2 separate regions of the Mus musculus genome follow, and region 2 is linked to region 1. A link is a contact called in public promoter capture Hi-C data. All regions are on one chromosome and are shown on one strand. Each heading gives the region's core, a stretch centred on a gene start, on an enhancer-like site or on the middle of the called end of the contact. The rest is flanking DNA. Distances are from core to core; before and after follow the strand shown. Region 1 holds the start of Adck1 (aarF domain containing kinase 1). Region 2 holds the start of Sel1l (sel-1 suppressor of lin-12-like (C. elegans)).

Evidence for each region. Promoter capture Hi-C pulls out the DNA fragments that hold promoters and counts their contacts.
Region 2: a contact with region 1 is called in a promoter capture Hi-C map of pre-B cells. The contact joins the promoter of Sel1l here to the promoter of Adck1 in region 1. A contact is called at or near these places in 2 of 39 promoter capture datasets (cranial neural crest and pre-B cells).

The regions. Positions count from the first base shown.
Region 1 is chr12:88,357,808-88,362,056 of GRCm38.p6, reverse strand. It overlaps Adck1 (aarF domain containing kinase 1), which reads right to left and starts at 1,543. Exons shown (of 11, transcript NM_001277297.1): 1 at 1,462-1,543. It also overlaps the pseudogene Gm5655.
Region 2 is chr12:91,847,072-91,851,516 of GRCm38.p6, reverse strand. Sel1l (sel-1 suppressor of lin-12-like (C. elegans)) reads left to right here and starts at 2,360. Exons shown (of 21, transcript NM_001039089.1): 1 at 2,360-2,558. The coding sequence starts at 2,486.

The DNA.
Region 1 (4,249 bases), core at 294-2,793:
CTCTACAGACAAGGCAGTAGAAGAAATTGCCCAAAGGAGCCAAGGGAACAAATGCTAGAGTCCACGTGTGTCTGTGCCGCCAACAGAGTGCATATGAACAAGGAATTGGCTGGAGTGGCCAGTGGTTCTCTGTCTCGGACATTTAGTCCTAGATAACCCAGGCAGGGTGTGTCCTACTGGGAGACAAGACAGGGATGGATGGCTATACCAAGCACTCTAGCCATTCACCAGTCCAGTCTCTGGCAAGGAGGGGACTGAGGGGGTATGTTTGGAAAGAAATAAAGTGTGATAAATTCTCTCAGAAGTTAAAATCTCACACCATAAGGCCCGTTGAGTATCAGCCAAATACCACAGTAAAATAAGAGAGAATATAATCCAGGATAAAAAGGACCCAGGTGGCAAAACTACATGGATATATGTACATAAAGTAATGGGGTTGGGTTGCAGTGTGTAAAGCAGGTGCCATGAGTGCTACAACTACAATATCGAAGCTAGCCACAGGGACACAACCACCCCCCACCCCACCCCCCACCCCCACACACACACACCATAACCCAGTGTGACAAATCGATATGGACTTTTTCTTATAAAATAGCATTCAAACTTATAGTCCCCGGGGTAGCGACATGGCATCTCCTGGGTTCATGTTGGACATGCCGATCCCAGAGTTCAAATATCACACTAAAATCAGAAGTTTAAAGAGGAAGTGGGCTGAATTCTGTGTAGTAACAAGCCCTCCACATCACTCTGCTGCACACTACATACACACAGCCTGTGAACCACAGTGACAAGAAGACGCTTAAAGAAAAATTGTCACAGGACAAAATCCAATTCCTAGCAACTCCGCAACTATATCTTGAGCGCCTACTAAGCGCTAAGCTTCTCACTTTCGTGGCAAGTAAATGTCAACGAAGTCTGGGACAGCTGTACTATGAAAGTCTTCTCTCCGCACATCTGCTGGAAGCACTGGAAGTCTCCAAGGTACTGGGGAGTTAAGGAGACTGGAGCCTGTAGCAAGCCTAGGTGACCTGACTTCTGGGGAGGCCCCTGCTCTTCACCACTCCACGCTCATCGCCCCAGCTACCTCTGCGTGGGAGCCCACAAGGTCACCGATGTCTGAAGGCTGCCGGCGGAGCCACTCGTAGCCCCTCTTCACCTCTGCCTACTCCAGGGCACGCAAGGTTGGGCCACCCAAGTGGCCAGTCCACACTAAGGACCTCTAGGACACCGAGCGAGAGAGTCACAGCCAAGGGGGCGGGGCACTGCGAGTCACCTGAACCACGTGGTTTCGCCAGCTAGGGTGACAGGGTCACAGGCTCGAGTTTCCTCCCAGCTTCGTCTGGGCGGCAGAGCCTGAGCTCAAACGTCGCGGAGCACATCTGCACCGGACCCACCGCTCTCCACGTCCCGCACAATCTGGCAGCGGGATTGGCCAGGACTCTGTGCGCGGGTGCTACTCACCAGAGGGTAGGGAAGCTGCGCCGCGCAGCCCGGAACCCAAATTCCAGGAAACAGTGCTTTCGCCACCAGAGCGCCTACAGAAGCCGGTGCCGCGAGGCCTGCCGGGATTTGTAGTTCTTTTCTGTTCCTTAGACTAGAGGCCACAGCTGTGGTCCCTGAGCCAGAGGAAAACCTTTCCTTGTCTGCTAAGATACCGACAAAGAATCATACTGAGAATAATTTAAGGAGTCAAAGTATAGATCCATGTTTAATGGATGATGTAATTCTGGATCTGTAGATTTTAAGTAGGCATTAGATTCTAATTAGAATTCTAATGAGTGAGTCAGCTATTCCTGTTGAAACGAAGACCTTGAGAGAAATGAAATGAAACCTTGTTTCAGTGGAGAGAATTGTAGGAGAGGTTAAATATTTCTGTGAAAATTGCCATTATTATACGGAAGCAAAGCGAAGTCTCTGGTTTGACAAAATGCCTATTATCACTATTCATCTGAAATGCTTTGCTGCTACTGGAGTTTGATTGTTATGGTGGTGGACTTTCCAAGACCAACACTCCTTTGTTGATACCTCTTAAGCTGTCACTAGAAGAATGGAGCACCAAGCCGACTAATGACAGCTATGGATTATTTGCTGTTGCAATGCACAGTGGCATTACTATTAGTAGTGGGCACAAACTCTACTGCATCTGTTAAAGTCCCTGGCTTTTAACAGTCTAGAACTCGATGAGGGGAATTTTGTGGTTGACCAGATGTGTGAAATAGGTAAGACAGAGCCACTGAATGAGGAGGAAGCAAGGGGGTGGCTGAAAATTATGACGATGAAGTATCAATTAGATTTGGTGGAAAAGGTTTTGAACAACAACAATAAAAAAAATGTAGAAGGTATTGGACTTCTTGGAGGACAAAAGAGCAAAGCAGACTATGAGCTGTCCAACAAAACATCTAATCCTGATAAGGTGGTTGGGACCCCATTCACTGACAATAGAAATTCTGAAACTAATGATACTAATGGGACCCACGAATCTGACAGGAACGAAGACTCCAGTGACCCAACAGGCGTTAACATGAATGGAGTTGAGAATGAAATTTCCTATGCAGTGCAAAACTTAAAGGAGTATGAGGGGAAGTAGTTGCTTTTTGATGATTCTAAAGCAAAAGTTACATAATAGAAAGACTTTCTGAGTTCTCTTTGCCCTTCTACATCTCCTACATCAACTTCCTACTTGCCATTCTATAAAAAATTATAGTGAGTATATTTTCCCTGTAAATATTAAACAGACACGGACAGATGTTGGTAAAGTTGATTACATCTAAGGGTCTTTAGTTTATCTTTTGAAGCTATTGGATATTATTGGTCTCTCGAGGCTTTTACATACTTTTTACCTATTTTTTAAATACTGAAAACCATGTTGACTTTTTAGAATCATTTTCCTTACTACAGACAAGTGATGGATAAGCTGGGAACCAACTTGTCTAGATTCTAAATGATCCAAAATGGAAACTTGAAACAATTAACACTTTTGGATTTACATGATCTTTTGTGTTTGCTTTTTAAAATACAGTGCTTGTATTTGTATTCTCCATATTTTGGAGTAATTATCTATATGATGGTTATTGGTCTGGCTTTTTCACCCAAGAAACCATTTCATTCAGTATATTTAGTGTTATAATAGCCATGAAGCCAAATCTTTGGGCTGTGTCAGAGACACAAAGTCTAGAATATGTATATTCACAATGGTGTATATTTTGTGCCTTGAATAACTTTGGAAAGTGCCTCAGAAAACCTGGCAATCCCCTCTATCTTCATAAGAATTTTATATGTATTTATGAAGATGACTCTGTACTCTAGTCAATCTTTTTTGGCATGACCAATTTATATCTCTTCATATTCATTCTGTATGATCTGTACATAGTACACCAACTTAGAGGTGTGACTGTTAAGTTATTTAAAAACAAACAAACAAAGCTGGAGGTCAAAAAAATTAAACTGTTTAACAACAACAGCGAGAGAGAGAGAGAGAGAGAGAGAGAGAGAGAGAGAGTTAGCAAGGGCTGGAGAGATGGCTCAGCAGTTAAGAACACTGTTCTTCCAGAGGTCCTGAGTTCAATTTACAGTAACCACAAGGTGTTTCACATCCATCTGTAATGGGATTGGATGCGCTCTCCTGGTGTATATAAGAACAGCTACACAGAAGATGGCCTAGTCAGCCATCACTGGGAAGAGAGGCCGCTTGGTATTGCAAACTTTATATGCTCCAGTACAGGGGAATGCCAGGGCCAAGAAGTGGGAGTGGGTGGGTAGGGGAGCAGGGCGTGGGGGAGGGTATAGGGAACTTTCAGGATAGCATTTGAAATCTATATAAAGAAAATGTCTAATAAAAAATAAATTAAAAAAAAGAAAAAGAAGCCATGAAAAATACAAAAAAAAAAAAAACAAAAAAAACAAAAAAAAAAAAAAACCAAAAAACAAAACCAAAAAGAAAAAAGCAGAAGTGGGTGGGTAAGTGGTAGAGAGGCAGGGGGAAGGGGTATGGGATGGGGATTCTGGAGGGGGGACATGGAAAGGGGATAACATTTGGAATTTAAATAAAGAAAGCATCCAATAAAAGAAAAAATGAAAAAAATAATAATGCAGATCTTATCATCCCTTCGACAATGAGAAAACCACGCTTGAGAATATTAAATAACTCATCTGGGGTCACTGTCTGGTTAGGGACTCAGGTAACTTCCTCTATGCAGTAAATATAATGCTTTTCTCAAAAGAAAAGAAAAGAAAAGAAAAGAAAAGAAAA
Region 2 (4,445 bases), core at 1,111-3,610, 3.5 Mb before region 1:
CTCTACTATGCTGCCCAGATAAAGGGCAGGACCCACTTTTCCAAGTGTTGCAGCTGATGAGGGACAGGGCCAGTTCTCCCACTCTCGTGACTCCAGAGCCAGCTCTTCCAACTGCCATAGTTATCAATGGATGAGGGGGGAGGAAGCCATTTCTCCCTCATCCACACCACCACACAGGAGACAACAGTAAGAGCCAGCTCTCCCATGCTCTCACCCTCAGTCTGGCTCACCCAAAATCTTTATTGGAGACACATAGAGATATATAGTTATATATCTATATCTATATCTATCTATATACACATATACAGATATAGATATATCCAGATTGTTAGTAAAGAAACAGCCAACATGACCACTCCATGATAAGGTTAAGGTTTTAGTTGTTTATATAAGCAGGAAAACAGCCAGATGCATCTAGAAGAGTCCAGAACAGAAAGGGAAGCAGGCTGTGTATGGCCTGGCCTAGGAAAGCAGGACAGAGGAAGAGAATCTTGGAGACAGCAAGAGATGGCAGACGGGGAGAATAATAAGGGTTGGGGTGCCTGCAGGAAGAGTAGAGAATAGTGAGCTATAAGGAGGGTGAGTAGCTTCTGGGAGGGAAGGGCCAAGAGACCAATGAGAGAGCTTTGGAATGTACAACAAGTACTTGTGAGCAGAGACTGAGAGCGCCTAGAGGCTGGCATAGGCTTTCCTATACAGCCACAGGTCCAGGTCAATGGAGAGCCGTATGTCACTTCTGCCAGAGGTATGAGAAATGATTCCTTTTGGCAGATGGAAAGCAATTTCACAAGTTTCTGAAGAATGCTGGCTTTTATCAACCCACCAGAAGTCCTCCTGTGGTCCAGCTGGAGCTCATTTCTGAATATTCAGACACCCTGAGATCTAATATTGAGGACCTTAGCTCCATCCTTCAGAACCCAGGTTTTTTAAAAGCAAGCACAGCAGCATGGGCCTGGAATCCCATTACTGTGGCAGAGCAGACATGAGAATCCTTGGGACATCCTAGTTAAACCAGGGTTTGGCTAGATGAATCAACAAGGCCCATGTTGAGACCTTGTCTCAAAAAATAAGGTGGAGAAGGTAGAGATCAATTGAGAACGAACCCTGACATTAACCTCCATCCTATACACCTTTATGCGCATGGTGCACGCACACACACACACTGAGGGGGTGTTGGGGGGCATGGGGGAAACTGTTCCCCATGCCCTCTGATGCAAACGTACAGCAGCTAATTTTTTAACATCTTCCTAAAAATAATGACTGCCAAAAAAGATAGAAAACAAGTGTTCAGAGAAGTCAAGACACTGAGACAGGAAAGACTTTCCCCCCTAACCCCCTGCTGAGTTCTGTATGCAGTGCTGGAAAATAAATCTTAGAAGGATTCAATTTGATTAAGAAGACTGAAAAGCATCAAGATGCTGCCCTGCCACTCAAAGGGATTGTGCGTGCATCGGTACTTACTACATAACTATTGCAATCCCTGAAGTGCCTTGGCTCTCACCTCTGTGGCCACACAAACCATCTAATCCCTTTTCTGGTCAAGGAAAAAGAGAGCATTGCAATATTTCACTAGAGAAGAATGAGGACCAGTGTTTGAAGGGTTTGGGAGAGCTGTTAGAACATTTATTGAGTGGCTAATATATATGGAAGCCTTAGTGAAAACAATCACAGGAGCTGAACTAATCTCCACTGGTAGGAATTTCTTCCCTTTTGTTTTATTAGGGAAATGACAAGCGGCATTGTCTTGTACTGCTGGCTCTGTAAACTTCACGTATTGCTTCACCTAAGCTTTTTTTTTTTAAGACTTAAGTATTTTTTTTAACTAAATATTTAAAATTTTCAGTTCAGGTATAGCTTATTTCTCAGCGTTCATATCATGTCCAGTTCAAGTTCTCAAAATAATTAAAAAGAAATACTTAGCAACCTTGCAAGTTCTTAACCGTTTGATATCTGTTCCTTGATAATTATTCTGGTTCAAACGCAAGAGTCCAGTGAATCATTTTCTTGAAACTCCTTATGCCCTCAGCCACCTGCGGCTTCTAACCTGACTTTATGCTAAACTGCATCTCCCAAGAGCATCGGCCGAGAAAAATCTAGTGCGGTGCATGGTGGGAGTTGTAGTCCTGGATGAGGGTTCCCCCGCCTTCGAGCCGCTGATTCAGGCGCTACCAATTAGCTGGGGCCATGTCGGTGAGGCCGTGGTCCAACCGGGAAAGCTGGTATGACAACTGTACACAATGATTGGCTAAAAGATGACATAGGGGGCGTGACTATGTGTGGGGTGGGGCGATCACGGCCATTGGCCAAGGAGGACGGAGCGGCGGGCGCGGATTGGCTGCGCTCTGGGCCAGGGAGGCCTGGGAAGGGGCGAAGAAGGAACCTGAGCAGGAAGAGCGGCTGCGAGGCGGCGGCACAGAGGCAGCGGCTGAGTTGGTCGCGGCGACGGCGACGGCGACGGCGAGGGCTCTCGACCTTCGAGAGCAGGATGCAGGTCCGCGTCAGGCTGTCGTTGCTGCTGCTCTGCGCGGTGCTCCTGGGCTCGGCAGCCGCGACCTCGGGTCAGTATCGAGCCTCGGGCAGCAGGCCCCGAGCCACCGCCCCCCGACCGCGGTGGAGACAGGGCCACGGGGCTCAGCGGTCTCGGGCACTGCTCGCCCTGACTGTCACTCGCTCTTGCCTTGGGCATCGGTTAGCCTGGGCCGAAGAGGGTGCTTAGGAAACTGGACATAAGGAAGGGCTGGTCACCCTGCCCACACCTCTCCCACGCAGCAAACTTTAGGTGACTTCTGACGAATTAGGAATTGCCCAATTAGGAGGGGATTCCTGACGGCTGGCTTAGACCCTCAGAGATTCCTCTACCTTCACGTAGGTGATGTGTGCACAGGCTCTGGGACACGCTGGGGTTTGCAGTTGACATACCTGGAGCTGTCACTTTTGTGCAGAGCAGGGTTCATCCGGACTAGGATGTTGACAGTGGAGGAATTGCTCAACACCTGATCTGTTAGTCTGGTTTTTAAAAGAAAAAACTCTGATATAATTGTAGTCACTTGTCCCCCGCGTCCTGGGAAAAATGTGACCTCTGCCACGGTGTCCATGGTCTTTGAGTTTGTAGATAGTCATTTTATTTATGGGTTTTGAGACAGACTTAGTTCTTTCAAAATTAATAGAAAATAATGTTGCCCTTTTCTGTAGGTACAAAAAGCCGTGTGCTTTTAAATTGATTTTTCGACTAGCTGACTTACATTACCTCTTTGCAAAGGATTTTCTTTTTTAATGTTTTGATCTGCCTATATCAGAAAACTTACTGTCTTAGAAATGTTTCTCTTAAACGTACTTAGGATGTTTTAGAGTGAATAAACATTGACTCCTGGAAGACTTTGAGATTTTTAATCAGTTTCGCTTAACAAGACAGCTGTTGGGTGGCTTTATACTTTTTTCTGGAACACTGCAAAATGTAAATGTCATCTTTAAAAAAAAACAAAAAAAAACCCGAATTTCCCCAGATGGTTATTTGAATCCCCAGATCCTCCGTTCTAGTTGTAAATGAAAGCCATAATGTCATCCTACTTCTAAAATCGAGTTAGACCAAAATGCTGTCTCCGGTGTGTTTGGAGACACCCTTTCAAATGTGGCAAGCATATGGTAACCACTTTACTGCCAGCATTATGCTTGAGGTTGATCCTGCTTCATTTGAAATGACAGTTTGTGTTGAAGAGCAGTTCTTTAAAGACTACAATACTTGACTCTGGCAGAAATTCTAGCGGGTATTGTTCAAAAGAAGTATGCCGTGGAAGCTGCCCTTGCCTTGGGTAAAGTACCTGATGGGCTGAGTTCCTCTTGGGGTTTTGCTAAGTTTTAGATCTAGAATATACCACATACCCATACATGAACGAGCTCTGTGACTCTTCACACTGAAGCGCGAAGATTCCAGTAATCAAATAGCATAACTTACATCCCTCTGAAATTCCCATCTGCAGAGTTTAAAGGCTGTTCGAACACAACAGTTTTTCCTGCCTCGTCCGTCAGCTCTGTTGCATGTACTTTGAGCTCTGGACAGTAGAGACGCTCTCCGGTTGGTTCTAAGTCTCTTAGCTATTCTACAATACTTAGCACTCAAGTGTTAAATATTAGGGTTGTATGAGTATAAGTGGAGTGCAGAGTTTTAAGAAATGTCTACTCAGAGTTCTGTCACAGCGACAGCCATGCCAAAGCATTTCTCTGGTAGAGGCATAAACTTAGCCCAAGCTACAGTTACAAAACTGCAGGATGTGAGAGAGCGAAGGCCAGTGCCCCTGCTCATGCAAAGCTCCACATTATCAGATTCAGGCCTCCTCTGGGTTAAACTCTTCTATACCTGCGTGGACTTTTTATTTCCATTTCTTATTTCCTAAACAGTATAATAACTGGTTAACACTTAGCTTCTAAGAAGGGATGGACGGTGTCTG